Regions from separate parts of the Mus musculus genome. Here region 2 is linked to region 1. Evidence: chromatin contacts called from public Hi-C data. All regions are on one chromosome and are shown on one strand. The core of a region is the stretch at or near the end of the contact, and the rest is flanking DNA. Distances in the headings are between cores, read along the strand shown.

The links. Hi-C and Micro-C count contacts between places; a contact is called where the count stands out from the background.
Region 2: a Hi-C map of cerebral cortex shows a contact between it and region 1, with 2.3 times the contacts expected there. The contact joins two enhancer-like sites. A contact is called at or near these places in 14 of 484 Hi-C or Micro-C datasets (the N1E-115 cell line, adipose-derived mesenchymal stem cells, cerebral cortex and 7 more) and 1 of 115 datasets of contacts at active chromatin or transcription factors (astrocytes).

What each region holds. Positions count from the first base shown.
Region 1 is chr9:43,330,349-43,337,108 of GRCm38.p6, reverse strand. It overlaps Trim29 (tripartite motif-containing 29), which reads right to left. Exons shown (of 9, transcript NM_023655.2): 8 at 4,723-4,799; 9 at 984-1,999. The coding sequence ends at 1,937. Among named protein-coding and RNA genes, the nearest start is that of Trim29, 23 kb to the right of the region's middle. Within about 2 kb of position 4,723, at least 37 of the 459 cell types and tissues checked have an H3K27ac peak or open chromatin away from gene starts, as enhancers often do. A contact at or near this core is called in cerebral cortex, where this site is marked.
Region 2 is chr9:43,536,022-43,543,244 of GRCm38.p6, reverse strand. No RefSeq gene overlaps it. Among named protein-coding and RNA genes, the nearest start is that of Gm36855, 19 kb to the right of the region's middle. Within about 2 kb of position 5,949, at least 6 of the 459 cell types and tissues checked have an H3K27ac peak or open chromatin away from gene starts, as enhancers often do. A contact at or near this core is called in cerebral cortex, where this site is marked.

The sequences.
Region 1 (6,760 bases), core at 3,474-5,973:
GTGGTGTGGAGGATGCCCCCCTCCCCGTCAGCATTTTGACAGCCTGGGGTAGGAGGGAGAGAAAGGACCATGAGACCAAAGATGTGAGAGCTTGTCAAGTTTGTACTCTCTCTATCATACCATGCTTCTGTCTGCTTTGATTACCTCTTCCAGGAAGTCCTCCCTGACTGTCCCATAGGCTCCTCTGGGATCCTAGGGATTTGGATGGTGTCACCCTCTTCCTCTGTACCCCAAGCCTAGAATCGTGTTGCTCCTTGGGAGGCAGCCTCTATTGTGGTCTCCACCACCCAGGGCATTTACATGGAGAATGTCCTTGGGCCATGCCTCTGGTACACCTCTACCACTAGGCTCAAATCACAAGCTCAAAGCACCTATGGAAGACCCTGAGGCAGCGTTTCTCAGCCTGGGAGTCATGACCCCTTGGAGGTCAAAGGACACTTTCATAGGGGTCACCTAAGACCGTTGGAAGACACAAATATTATTATGATTCTTAACAGTAGAAAATTACAGTTATGAAGTAGTAAGGAAAATAATTTTGTGGTTGGGGTCTCACAACATGAGAGACTGTACTAAAGGGTGACAGGGTTAGGAAGGCTGAGAACCACTGTTCTAGGTCTCTCAGGGTAGTCAAGAGCTCCCTAGGCCTCTGTCTGTTATGTTCAGTGCTAAGGAAAGGGGGGGCCTCAGAAAGTTCCAGGCATCCTTCTGCAGAGACCCAGGCTAGGTCTCTATGTTTTCAAGATACACTGATACATTGAGAATATCAATGGGGATGGTGCACGCCTTTAATCCCAGCACTCAGGAGGCAGAGGCAGGAAGATCTCTGTGAGTTTGAGACCAGCCTGATCTACAGAATGAATTCTGGGACAGCCAGGGCTACACAGAGAAACACCTGCCTCAAAAAAACAAACAAAATAAAAGAAGTAATGGGGGGGGCTGTAATACAGGCCCCTGTGACCCTGAGGGACAATCCACTCAGGACTAGAGTCGTCGTAAAGAGACAAATGGTTTATTCAGGGAGGGGGAAGCGTAAGCCAAAAGTGCCCCTCCCCACCCCTGCAAGCTGGCTCATGAGGCCCCGTCAGCCCAGAGTGGGAGACAAGCTCCCAACATCCAGTGCTGTTCCTGATTTGGCTCTCTCAAAGCCCAGTGACATGTGACGTGGATGGAGGCTGGCTCTCCTGATACGGATGGTACATCTTAAGTGACACCACTCTTACCAGCCCTCCTGCTGGCCATTACCGTGAAGAGCATCAAATTCCCATAGTAGTGAACGTCTATAGGCCAATTTTCATGAGTGGATTGTGGCGCACCTGGGGAACTGCTCTTCCAAGCAATGGCAGAGAAATGTCTAGGCTACAATCCTCTTGCCAGTTAGGACAGCCCGTTCTCCGGTTTTGCAGCCTCAAAGAGGACATGGCAGAACCTCTCTGCTGGACCAGGAAAAAGCCAAGATGCTGAGAGCATCCTCTAAGGCGTGGCCAAGACCAGCCATACTGTAGTAAGGTGGATGCAAGAGGACACACGGGACCCATCTCCTCCTGACAGGCTCAGGCTGACAATACAACATGAGCCCAAGGGACGGGAGCAAAGAGGCTGCCGTAACTAGGTACCTAGTGGAGGGAAATGGTCACCAAGCCTGATGTGGCAGAGCCTGGGCAGGTGGACAGACCAGCACCGTGTGGGCTTAGTGTATGAGAAAGGAGCCCAGCTGGCTCATGCCCCTGTGGTAGGTCTCTTGGCTTTATACCTAGAAGTCACAGTGACTGTCTGTCACCAAACAGAAAGGAGCAGAGGAAGCAAGAGTGCCCCGTAGGGCTGCCAGAGACTGTGTGAGGGCAGGGTGGGGCTGGGCTCCTGCCCGGGAGAAAGAACAGCAGCTTGCAAAGCAGGAGCAACAGGAGGATGGGGGAGTGCAGCTTCCTCCATCCTGAACTCAGGGCGCCTCGTTGGATCCGATGCCGCTGCCCTTGTTGACATAGAATGGCCGGTAGTGAGACTGCGGGGAGAGAGGAATGGTTAGGATAGCTGGGTGGTCTGAGAAGTCCCTAACCTGCCCACCCAACCTAGACTCTGAAGCAGCCTGCAAGATCTACCTATCTTGCTACCAGGAGATGGCTGGTAATAGCATAACTTCTGGGTCCAAATTCTAACTAGAGTCTGTCCCTGCCACTTAGCATATGAGCTTGGACATCATCCCCTGCCCCACCCACCCACCCAATATCCTGATGTCACCACAGCCACCGTGTGCTATAGCATTTTGTGTTCTACAAAACTACACAGCACCGTGCCAAGGGCTTGCCATCGACAGACTCAATTAGGTTTTACAACCGTCCAATTAAACAGGCGACTCTGAGCACAGCCACTTTGTAAGTAAGCAAACCAGGGCACAGAGAGGCTGGGCAGCTTGCCTAAGTCACCAGCTAGTTGAACGGGGGAACAAGATGAGAGACCCAGAGACTGGACTCCAAACCCCATCACCCCCTGCTCCACTCCACTTCCTGGTATTATTCTTGTGTCTCAAGTACTTCATGTGTTGGATTATGCTCTCTCTGCTGATTCTCGCTGACAGAAGGGTACAGAATGAGCACACCACTATGCCAGGTCCTCCCTCCGCTGTGCTCCCTCCCCACCATCCACAATTGTGGAGCTCCAGCCTCTCTTGCCAGAGCTTTCCTAACCTCCTCTTTGAATCATGTCATACGGCAATTTCAGGGAACTCAGCCCCTTTCTCCCTTCCTCCTAACCCCCACTGAGAACTCAGTCCCCCACCCCACCCCCCAGACTGGCATGGAAGAGCAAAGAGCTGCCCCTGGCCAGTACAAGCACTGCCAGCCTCTGGAGGGTCTCAGGAATCAGCCTTGTCCCTAAGTGGGTCAGGCACAGAGCCTCTACGGGCCTCCCAGAAGCTCTGGTCTGACACTCTTGCATAGTAGAAGTCAGGCGTAGGCAAGGCCAGGGCAGGAGGGTCTTCAGCCCAGACTCCGGCTAAACCATTGATTCATAGAAGACAAAACTAAGGCCCCAGAAGGAAAACAGGGCATTGACAAAAAGTTACAGGGCTGCTCTAATAGAGCAGAGCCTGGAGCCAGGTCTCTCTAACCCTCAGGTCCATTCCAGGGCCCCCAAAGAAGTCCACCATGCTTTGGGTAAGGTGAATAGGCGAGAACTTGTCTTTCAGAAAGGCTGGGTCAATAGTGTATGGATTGCAGGCCAGTGAACAATGTTGCTGTCTGAGAGCTGTCTGAGGGGCAGGGGGCGTGAGTGGGGTGCTCATTTCCATCCCTCCCTAGTTAGGGTCACCACATGTGAGAGTCACAAGGACTATGAGATCACCCAAACTGCAGAATTCATGTTAGAAATGGGGAAACTGAGGCATGGAAGATCGACTCACACAATATCACATAGGAAGCTGGTGCTGGCTGGGGCCTAGGCACAAGGCAGCCTGGCTCTCAGGCCTCCTACTGCACTGGCCTCTATCCTCCCAACACTAGGTGTCACAGTAGGACAGCACAGCCTTGTCCTGCTGGAGCCTCCGAGGCTGGAGAGCCAGGAAGGTGCATAGGAGGGAGAGGGATAACTCTCTCCCATTATCTGTTTCCCACAGTCCTGCTGCTTCAACGCCCTTGGGCCCAGCTCCGCATTACATGCAATCGCTTAGCTCTTCTCGCCCACAAATTAAAGACTTTTTTCAATTAAACCAGCCCCAGCCGCTCTTTGTAGAACAGAGTAAATCTCGTGCTCTGACCTCAAAATGCAAAAGCAGCTGAAGGGAGGGCTCTGACCCCCATCCCCCACCCCCATCTCAACAAAACCCTGGTGTTACCTGCATGGCTCACTGGATGACCTCTCAGGACCTAGCAAGCTGTTGAGAGGGAAGCATTAGGGGAAATGAAGCCTCCAGGGTGGCAGTCTGTGATCAATGCTATTCCCAGGCACGGATAAGACTGTCGGTCCACAAGGGGGGGGGGGGCACTTCGTCTCATCATCACGTTATAAGGATGAAGAGAAGGCCTGGAGAGATGGCTCGCTGGTTAAGAGCACAGACTGCTCTTCCAGTGGTCCTGAGTTCAATTCCCAGCAACCACATGGTGGCTCACAACCATCTATAATGGGATTTGGTGCCCTCTTCTGGTGTCTCTGAAGACAGTGACAGTGTACCCATAAATACAAGAATGAAGAGAGTCTTGAAAAGGGTCTGTGGTTCTGAGATGCCAGCAGATAGTCTCCGTCCCTCGGCCACATCCTCCCTCCAGTGCTGCTTTCTAATAGCCCCAGCTTAGAGTTATTAGAGAGTAAATTCTAAATATACCTTTCTAGCTTTCTAGCTCCCCGGCCCCCATACACACACCATCACCCCTAATGGCCTCAATGCTGTCAGAAATAGAAAGTAGCCCTAGGAGTGACACCCATCACAATCACATGCCTCTTGGTGACCAAGCCACCATCGATACTCAGTGATCACTTGCAAATACAAACATAGGATGCGTGTGTTACAGGTTCTAAACTGAGATCAAAGGCAGTGTGCAGTTACTGGTCCCCTGCCTGTAAGTCCATTTCTCTATCTTTGCTACATGTTGGTGTAAGGGTCACTGCTGCCTCCTATGCTCCCAGCATGGCCCAGAAAAGTCACTCTTGTCAAACAGACTCAGGAAGCCTGCTCAGTTGCCAGGTCCCTGGACATGCCTATGTTTGGCAACTCTCCCGGTACGCCGTACTCACCAGCAGAGTCTGCTTGCCAGATTTCCAAGTCTGAGGCTGGGCCTTGGGAACTTGGCTCCGGAGGAGGGAGGGAAAGCCTGGGAAGACAAAATGTTCCAGTTAGGAGGAGCCCTGGATGGCAATCAGGAAGCCCCATAGATGGAGCAGCTTCAATGCCTGCCCCAAAGTGACCCCCAAGCATCATCCAGCCCAAGGCCAAGTTCAGCCACCTGCAGAGGTGTGCAGCAGCTGGGGCAGTGCAGTTGCCAACTGGACATCCTGAGAGGCAAAGGAAGGAGACAGCAAGACAGACAGAAGAAGGAGGAGCCAGTCAGATGGATGAGGCCAGACAGCAGGAGAACGTTGTCTCCCTGTCTAGGTCTGCACTGTGCTGCCAGGATCACCACCCACTGGCCCAGAGGGCTTAACAACCATAGACCTGTCCCTTTGCCAGAGTCCAGGACAGTCATTCAGTCAGTCAGCAGCCCCTGCCAACACTGCCCAGAAGGAGGGACTCCTGGCTCTGCTGTGAGGGTCATTTATTGAGCTCCACTTGTGCCAAGCATCATGTGAGTGTCTGCCCCTGTTTGGTCCTTTCTTTTAGCTCAGCAGTTTGCCCGCAGCAAGGAGCTATCAGAACTAGAAACCAAGGCTAGCCAGACTCCAAATCCATCATTCCACTCCTTCTGCCTGGCTCTGGTTGTCTCACATCTCACCAGCAGCAGACCAGGAACCCACAGAAGGTCAGCCATTGGCCAGTGTGACTGTCACTCAAGGCTAAGACAGCCATCCCAAGGTCCCAGCAGGTGGCTCTCAGTACTTGATGAGAAGGGGGTAGCCAGAGTAAGTCTGCCTGCCTCCCCACCCTCCTTCTTAGCCCAGGCACTCTATAAAGGGCTTGACTGGGAGACGCAATGGAAAGCCTGCTCGGCAGCAGGGCAGATCACCCATGACTTGGAGAATGAGATGCTAGAGAGGTTCTCAGGGTCAGTATTTGGCAGCCACGATCCAGCGAGGCTGTGGCTGCATGCAGTGGGCCCTACCACCTGCAGAACTTCCCACTGCACTGAGCAAGAACCCCTGGAGCTGTCCCTGCACCTAGGGTGGAAGCTGCCAGAGAAAGAGAAGATTCTATGGATCCTGGGTGACAATGAAAACTGGAAGTTGAGACCTGGCCTCTCTCTTTCCAGAAAGAAAAACCCATACCAGCCATAAGAGCTAAGGGGACAGGGTGGCCCAGGAGACCAGCCTTGGCAGCAGACAGAAGTCCAAAGAGAGAGAGCCAGGATGGTGGGGACAGGGGACATGCATATCTCTCTCTCTCTCTCTCTCTTTCTCTCTCTCTCTCTCTCTCTCTCTCTCTGGAACAGGACCCAGGACTCCCTAGCAGTGGCAGAGATCCCCCCACAGCATGGCCCACCTGCCCTTCTATGACAGAGGAAGGGGAGGGATGGGGAGCAGGCAGGTACCCGGATTGTTTTTAAACAGCCCACTGCGGTCCAGGGGCTTGGAAAACTCTGCAGTGGCCTGTCCCAGGGTTGTGAACTGATAGGGGGTTTTCCCAGTGCCTGCTGGGAGAGAGAGAGGTGTTAGCAGTGGCATGGGTACAGGCTTCCAGGAGGCTGAGGCTCTAACACCTCTCTGGGGCCCTGTGCTCCCCCTGTGGACTGGGCAGAGGGTGTGGGAGGAGGGGTTCTCAGAACTGCGGGCTATGCTGGCACACAGGGCAACTTGGCTAGGCCATCTCTAGTCAGCTTGAAGGTGCCTGCCATGAACTCGCTGGAAGTGAGAAGCCCTTCCAAGGAGGGCCTCAGCAGGAGGCTGTACATAGTCTGATGGGAAATGTCGGAGCCAGCCAGAGCCGGAGCTAAGAGCTGTAGCCCTCCGCACCATGTGACCTTCAGGCTAGAAGGAGTAAGTAAGCACATGCTGGGAGCCAGCCTGCCACAGAGTCCCACAGTGTCCCCAGTCTGCCTCAGAGACCCACAGTGTCCCACGCCTGACCCAGATACTGGACTTCCCCAGGGTCTCTGAACCCTAGCCTGAACTGGACCACAAG
Region 2 (7,223 bases), core at 4,700-7,199, 200 kb before region 1:
CAAGAGAAGAGGTGATTGCATTCTCTAGGGTCAGCACTGGGAGGCTGAGGGAGGAAGGCCGGAGGGAAAGCCGACTCTCCTTTATTTGCTTCTCGTCAGTGAAAACACCCCAAGTCTGAAGGAAGGGGATGACAACAGGACTAAAAGCTGAAGGCTGTTTAAGACAAGGCCGGGTGGTACACATGGCTGTGTTCCGGCATTTTCAATTCCCAGCCAAATTGTCTTTCATCACCGAGCTTCACACAAGACATGGACACAGTGGGCACCCCATTACTCACTGCGATGACATGCTTCTCAGGGGTGTCCATCTGCCTGCTTCAAGATCCCCCAGAAATGCTTGGCAAGAGCATGGATTCCTGCCCACAGTCTCCCCAACTCCCTGCCCAACTGATAATACAAGGCTCTGAGGCTGGGGGTGAGATTGAACATATTTAGCAAACACAGGGACACTGTTTTCTTTCATCTCCATGACAATCTTTTGGGTTGAGTACTCCTGATCTGAAATTTTGGAGACCAGAGTACTTCCCGGTTTGATTCTTGAAGATTTGGAAGTGTCTGTAGGTACGTTAGAGCATCTTTAATCTGAAAACCAGAAATCTGAGTCAGAACAGTTAAAAGACTTCAGAGTTTGGAGCATTTCAGCTCCTCGGGGATTAGAGCTGTGTAAGTGGTACTGACTCTCTTTTAAAGACAAGAAAGCTGACACCCATCGAGCTTAACTAAGGGAAACCAGGAGAGCTGGGACTAGAACATGAGTATCTCAGCCAGACAGGCCCCATTCCTGTCAGGTAGGCTCCGCCGCTACTTGTCCACTGTGAATGAGCCCCATAGGCTTGCCCCTGCATGCTTACCTATACAGTCATTCTCAAGAATTCTGTTAGTGGGTGGAGTGTGTGCTTAAGCTTGAGAAATAAAGGAAGACTTTAGATTCTGTTATCCTTGGAAAAGCCACAATACAGGGAAACGGCTATAGTCACTAAGAGCTCTAAGAAGCAGCATGGCTCCACTTGGCATGCACCAAGTCCAAACGGGCTCACTAACCTTACTAAGAGCAAGGTTAGACCAGAACATGGAAGGAATGCCTAATATTTCCCAACATCCATTCCACCGAATAGACACTGGCGATTGGCTCAATTTGCTAGCAGGTTGAGCGAACTGGACCAATGAGTTAAAGAGACACATTCCATCTCCACAGATAGAAACAAGGAAGTCTATTGTCACAATTGATAGATGCATGCTGAACCCGAGGGACTCAGGCTTCAGATAATGCTACTGTTATGATACACATGAGCTGGGTAGAGCCCCAGTCTTGAATGACGTCACTTCGCTAATGTGTTGACCAATTTGAATCCATATCCTTCTTTGGGAATCTTGTTATGGGAAACCGTCAGATTCCTTATTAGTTAAACAAATCCTTAAAAAGTCAGGCTTTTCCTGAACTACTGAAAAACTGTATCATATGTTTCTAGGGAAATGCCCTAGACGCAATGCATTTCAATTTTTAAAAATTGACTACAGACTTAAAGATAGTCTTGCTAGGCTTGAATAATGTCACTAGACACAGTCGTAGCAGGAGGTCCCAAGCTGACCATAGCCAGGAGATTCGGACAGTTAGGTGCACATTCAAAAGATCGGCTGTTTGTACATTTAAGAAGCCTCCTATACCAGTTTCCTGGGATTGGTGTGGACATCGCCTGAAGCACCTTACTGTGTTTGTGTATTCCTTAGCCTCAGCCCACATTTGGCACATGCTCCCTTTGGCTGCTGACGGTGTAAACTCACTGCCAATGCGACTGCACTTTTGCCTGGTCAGTGGGCCAAAGGTTCTTAGCTTTGGCATCTCTCCTATCACAGTCTCCTCCTGCATCAGAAGTGAGATTTGCCCTCTGAAGTGGACTCCTGGCACGTCTTTGGGCTGAGTCCAAACCCACAGTCGTGGCTGGCATTTGACACTGAATCAGAGCCGTGCTTTGGGGGTCAATGTCACCAGATAGGTGGTCTCCCTTATCGATGGGACAGACTTGGCCCCCCGAATCTTGGCCTGACTTTGATCACTACCCGGCTGAGAAAGCCTGCTCAGCCAATTTGCTAATGTCTCAAAGCTGCTAGGCTGGCTAGAGTACCGGCTGACAGGCTAGAACTTCACACACTCTTCTGAGAAGCCGAAATAATAAGCCAAGCACATTTGTTTTTTCCATCCCAACTACAGAAGTAGCTGATAGCAGTTTATATTGAAAAAAAAGGGGGGGGCTAACTAAAATCAAATGAAAATCCTCAGCTTCCTTAAAAGAGTAAAAGATGTGATATGGCTGTCCAAAAAGCCAATGGCATCTTAGGGAATAGATTCAAAGTCTAGTGTTCAAGCAAGAGGGGATAGAATCCTTTGGGAATTCCTTTGGAGACCCATATTTGGAAAAGGCTTCCAAGATGACATCAAAGGGAAAGGACAATGGGAGAAGGGAAAAGCCTCTTCAAAGCTCCGGAGCTCCAGTCTGGGGTCAGCCAGTGAGACTGACAGAAGAGCGGAGTGTTGGACTTATCCAGATCCACCATGCTATGCAATGCGTGTCCAGGGCTCAGTACGCGCAAAGACTCAGCCCCCAGTTTCAAGCCCAGCTCTTCCTCCTGCTAAAATGTATCACTAAGCAATGACAGCCCAGAGATTCAGTTTCAATTTTGGTTAAATGGAGAGAAGAATACCCAGCTTGCTATTGGAAATAGTCTGTCCCAAGGGCTTAACACAGTACCAGGCACATGGCTGGCAACCACTGGCCTATGGTGATTAGCACTAAACACAGCGACCAAGTGCTTTCTCTGTACAGAAGTAGTTTCCCTGTGTGGAGAGTGTCAATACATCAGGAATGTTTGAGAGCTCTAGGTTGGAGGTTGAAATAACTGATTTTGGCCAGCTTAGGACAGTAATCTATTATTGGAACTGATATTCCCTGCTGGCCCACGGGTCCAGAAGTCTCTCTATTTGAATTAGTTTGTGTTTGCCCAATGTGTACCTACAGTCATAACTGTGTGTGTGCATGTGCATGTACGAGAGAGAGAGACAGAGACACAGAGACAGAGACACAGAGAGGCAGAGACAAAGACACACAGGGAGAATTCTAGCTGTGCATATGAGAGAGAAGTAGAAAAATCTAGTTGCATATGTGTGCATGTCTGTGTGAGAGAGAATATTCTAGCTGTGTGTGAGAAACATTCTAGTTGTGTCTGTCTGTCTGTCTGTCTGTCTGTCTGTCTGTCTGTGTCTCTACAGGGAACTATACCCTACTCTGTGATGCATCAGTTACCACGCACGAGGACATTCCATTTGGCAGCACAGATTCTATATGACCAGGTACGCGTTGACTTCAGCTCCCGGCCCTGGTCTTCATTCAAGCAGTATTCCCCTTGACTGAACACTGTCATGCCTGGGCTAGAGGGAGAGTTTATCAATAAGGTCCTGAGTGTTGATGATTCTTCTCAACAATGGAGGGTGGCCAGGCTTGGGGTCAGGGGTTTGATAGCACGTGACCAGCATCCTGGCCAGGATGCTCCTTCCACAAACAATTTTCGTAAGCACCCAGAATGTGGCCTAACCCTACTAGGCTTGCTTTCCAGGAGTTTTGTGTCCTTTTTTTCCTCTTAAAAAAATGATTTGTCTTATTTTTTAAATCTCTAAGTATGTGTGTCTATATGAATATATGTTATGAGTATATGAGGGTGCCTGAGGAGACCAGAGGAGAGAGTCAGGCCCCTGGAGCCATGGTTATAGGCTTCTGTGAGCAGCCTGGTGTGGGTGCTGGATCTGAGCTCGGATCTTCTGTCAGAGCAGCCAGCACTCTTCACTGCTGAGCCATCTCTCTAGACCGTTTCGTGCCTTTTCAAAGGCCTTTTCTCATCCCAACAGAAATCTCTTTCTGTTTCTTTTGCCAAACTGTCTCGGTAACCCCTCTCTCTGATCTGTACAGCCAGATCAGCTTTCGGTAGCAAGTACCTAGTAGGGCTGTGTCTGTGACGAGCCTACTGCCAACCAGCAGGACTTATAACAGCAGGAAAATCAGAGGCAAGCTACCTCAAAGTAGGAAAAACCCAACAGATGCCCATGCTGAGGGCAGGGTGGATAGGGGGTAAGAGATCAGTTTGGTCTCTCTGAGGGTCTGGTCTTGAGACTCAGTCCCACCTTAGTAAAGATTAGTGAAGTGAATCTGGTTCTGCGATCACTGAAGAATGCAAAAACTATCTCGGGACACTTCCCATCCACCCATGTGGGGAACTATCTGATAAAAAGGCAGAACACAAGGATATAGAGATGGCTTCAAGGTTAAGAGCTCTTTCTGCTCTGGCAGAGTCCCCAGGACAGGTGCTCACAACCACCTGTAACTCCGGCCAGCACCAGGGGACCCAAGGGATTCTTCTGTACTGTGAGGCCACCGTACTCACGTGTGCACAGGCTCACACAGCGACACATACACATATACATAATTTAAAAGTGAAGGTTTATGTATTTGAGGAGAAGGCTCTGCTGCTTTTGCAGAGCGCATGGGGTTGGTTCTCTTCACCCATGTAGTGGCTCACAACTGACGGCAACTCCAGTTCCAGGAGATCTGGCGCTCTCTGCTGCAGGCACACGCATGGTACATGCACTCAAAGACCTTGTACACATAAAATGTAATACATAAAAATCTTTTGAAAACACCTTGGAAAACTACAGGCAGCTTCTGGGCCCTCTTGTAGCTGGTGTTCCCACAGGCACTAAGTGGAGAGCTAGGCTTGTCTCTCCATCTACCTAGAAGCCGCCCAAGCCCTGGGAGGTTATCCCACACTACTAGTAGGGATAGGCCAGAGCCAATACTTCAGACAAGGATTTCACGTTTCAGACCTTACGCGGTCCCACACATCTGCACTTTGTCTGAAGCTACAGAATCATGTCTGGCACAGCTGGTCCACCCCTCCATGGCTGAATTCTTCTTTAACCTTCTAACTGGCTGTCAGAGTGTCTAGAAGTCTCCTCAGGGGCACAGCACTGTGTGCAATCCCTAGGGACTTCTTGGCTTACCCTGTTCCTTCATTTCCAGACCAATCCTCCTGCACAGCCAGGTCCCCTCCCCATCTGTAACAGCCAGGGCCTCTAGGCTGTCTGGCCAGGGAGCTTGGTATCTGGGATGGCATGGGAAGACAGGAAGTCCCTTTCTGTTCCTGAGCTATCTAGTGCTAGCCATTGGGTCCTTTATAAACTCCCTCCTGAGTTATACACTACTTATTGTTGTTATTGCTATTGATCCACCCTCTAAACAGCAGAGGTCCCAGGGCTCAATTTAAACCATCAGTTACATCAATAATTCCTTTATTTGTAAGGTTGTTACATCTGACACTCTTTGGATGCCTTTCAAGACCTAAGAGGAAAGTCAGCACTCTTCTCTTAGGAGAACCGAGGCACACAGAGATGTGGAGGTTGGCCAAAGTCCCCAGAATGGAACTAGCTACAGGCTCCTGATACATCGCTAGCTTATTCAATTCCTGGTCTGCCATTTCCCCTCCACTGGGCTAAAGGATGCTCTGAGTTCTGCTGAGCCTCTGGGGCTGTTCACAGGCTTACTATATCCCACAAAAGCAGGGTTCCCTCTACAGGAAACTATAGGCCTTCTTTTTGCCCCCAGGTCCTGGCAGTCCTCAGTCCTGCCTTCTGCTCTCTGTGTCCCAGCCTCAAAGCACAGGCAATAAAGAGTTCCGCCTTTGTCTCCGCCCCACCCCCAGGTGCAGAGATCTGTTTTGCAAAAACTGAGAAGACTCTTTTCTGTAAATGGAGGGGTGGGGCTGGGGGTGGATGTAACATCACAGATGCTTGCTTTTGCCATTCTGAGAATATTGGCAGGAGAAGGAGAGTTAAGGTGGTACGTGGGTACCCGAGTTTCCTTATATGCACAGAACAACATGTCTTCCGGTGGGGGCACAGTAACCTCTTGTGGGAGCCAGTGGGAAACAGGTTCTCTTTTCCCCAGGCCCACAGGCCGGCAGCAGCGGTACCATCCGGGCCCTTCTGTTGTGGGGTAGAAGCGGATGGCGAATGTGGGCAGTGTTCGTGCCGTTGTTCAGCTCCAAGAGTGTTTATAGTAGCAAGCTCCAGGATGGCCTCCACAGGGAATGACAAGTGCCACGTATATGTCTCTTCCCTAGAATGTCACCTCTCTCTTCCTGGGTCTGGTGTGTTTGGGGCTCTGATACCCCTTTCTAGGGTCCTCTCTTCTGTGCCTCACCTTTCGACATCACAGTAAGGTTCGCCTGTTGTAGAAATGAGCACGCATCAAACCCATCTTTGTAATCCTCCAGCCTCATACAACGGGCCACATTTGCAAGGTGGGGTGGCCCACCCCCTATTTCATCTTGACGGTCAGTGGGGAGCAGGGACAGATGCAGCTGATGGATGGGAAGTTTAGAAAACGAAGTCTTGCAGGTCGATAGAATATACAAGCGATGTATCATGTGAGCGCCTCTTGTCTGTGCCACAGTAAATCAAAAGTTATGAATGGTAGGTTTCTGCAGTACAGGACCCAAGCTGCTCCTGGGGCCAAGGGCTGGCCTTGTGATCCCTCTTTCACAGTCCGAGCACTTATTTTCTACTTCAGTAGACCTAAAAATAAACCTCGATACTGATTTTATTTTTTTTTTAGTATCTCTGCTATCCACCCCAAGTCTTTCCCTCTTTAATTTCCATCCTGTGGGCACTTGGCATCCATGTGTCCCTTGTAAGGAGCAATGTATTGCAAGATAAGCTGCCTTGGTGGCTCAGCCCATGCAAGGCCCTTCCCGTGGGCTGTGTTACTGTGATATTAACAAGGTCAGATCTGCTGCTGTGTGAACACCTCAGCGCCTCTGAAATGATTATCTCTGAGCCCCCTTCTACCTGGGTCAAAACGGTGCTCAGAGCAGATGCTGGCACACAGGGCTGGATGGAGTCAGTCTCAGGGTTGAGCCTCAGCTCAGTAGCCTCTGTGTCACCCCACTCCCCCAGCCCGCATCCTCCAGCTCTCATTGGAATCCTTGTGTCCTGCTCCTCCGCAGCCCTTTCACTTGGGGGCTATGTTCTCTCCACGGTCCCTGTTCCTGGAGGCGGAGTAGGAGTCCTTCTGGCTCCTGCTGCTCATCTTCTTGCCAATAGCCATCCCTCCTCTTGAAAAACAACCCAAGTAGAATCTCTAGTCAGAAGCTCCTGGCTGCAACGATCTACCCACCGC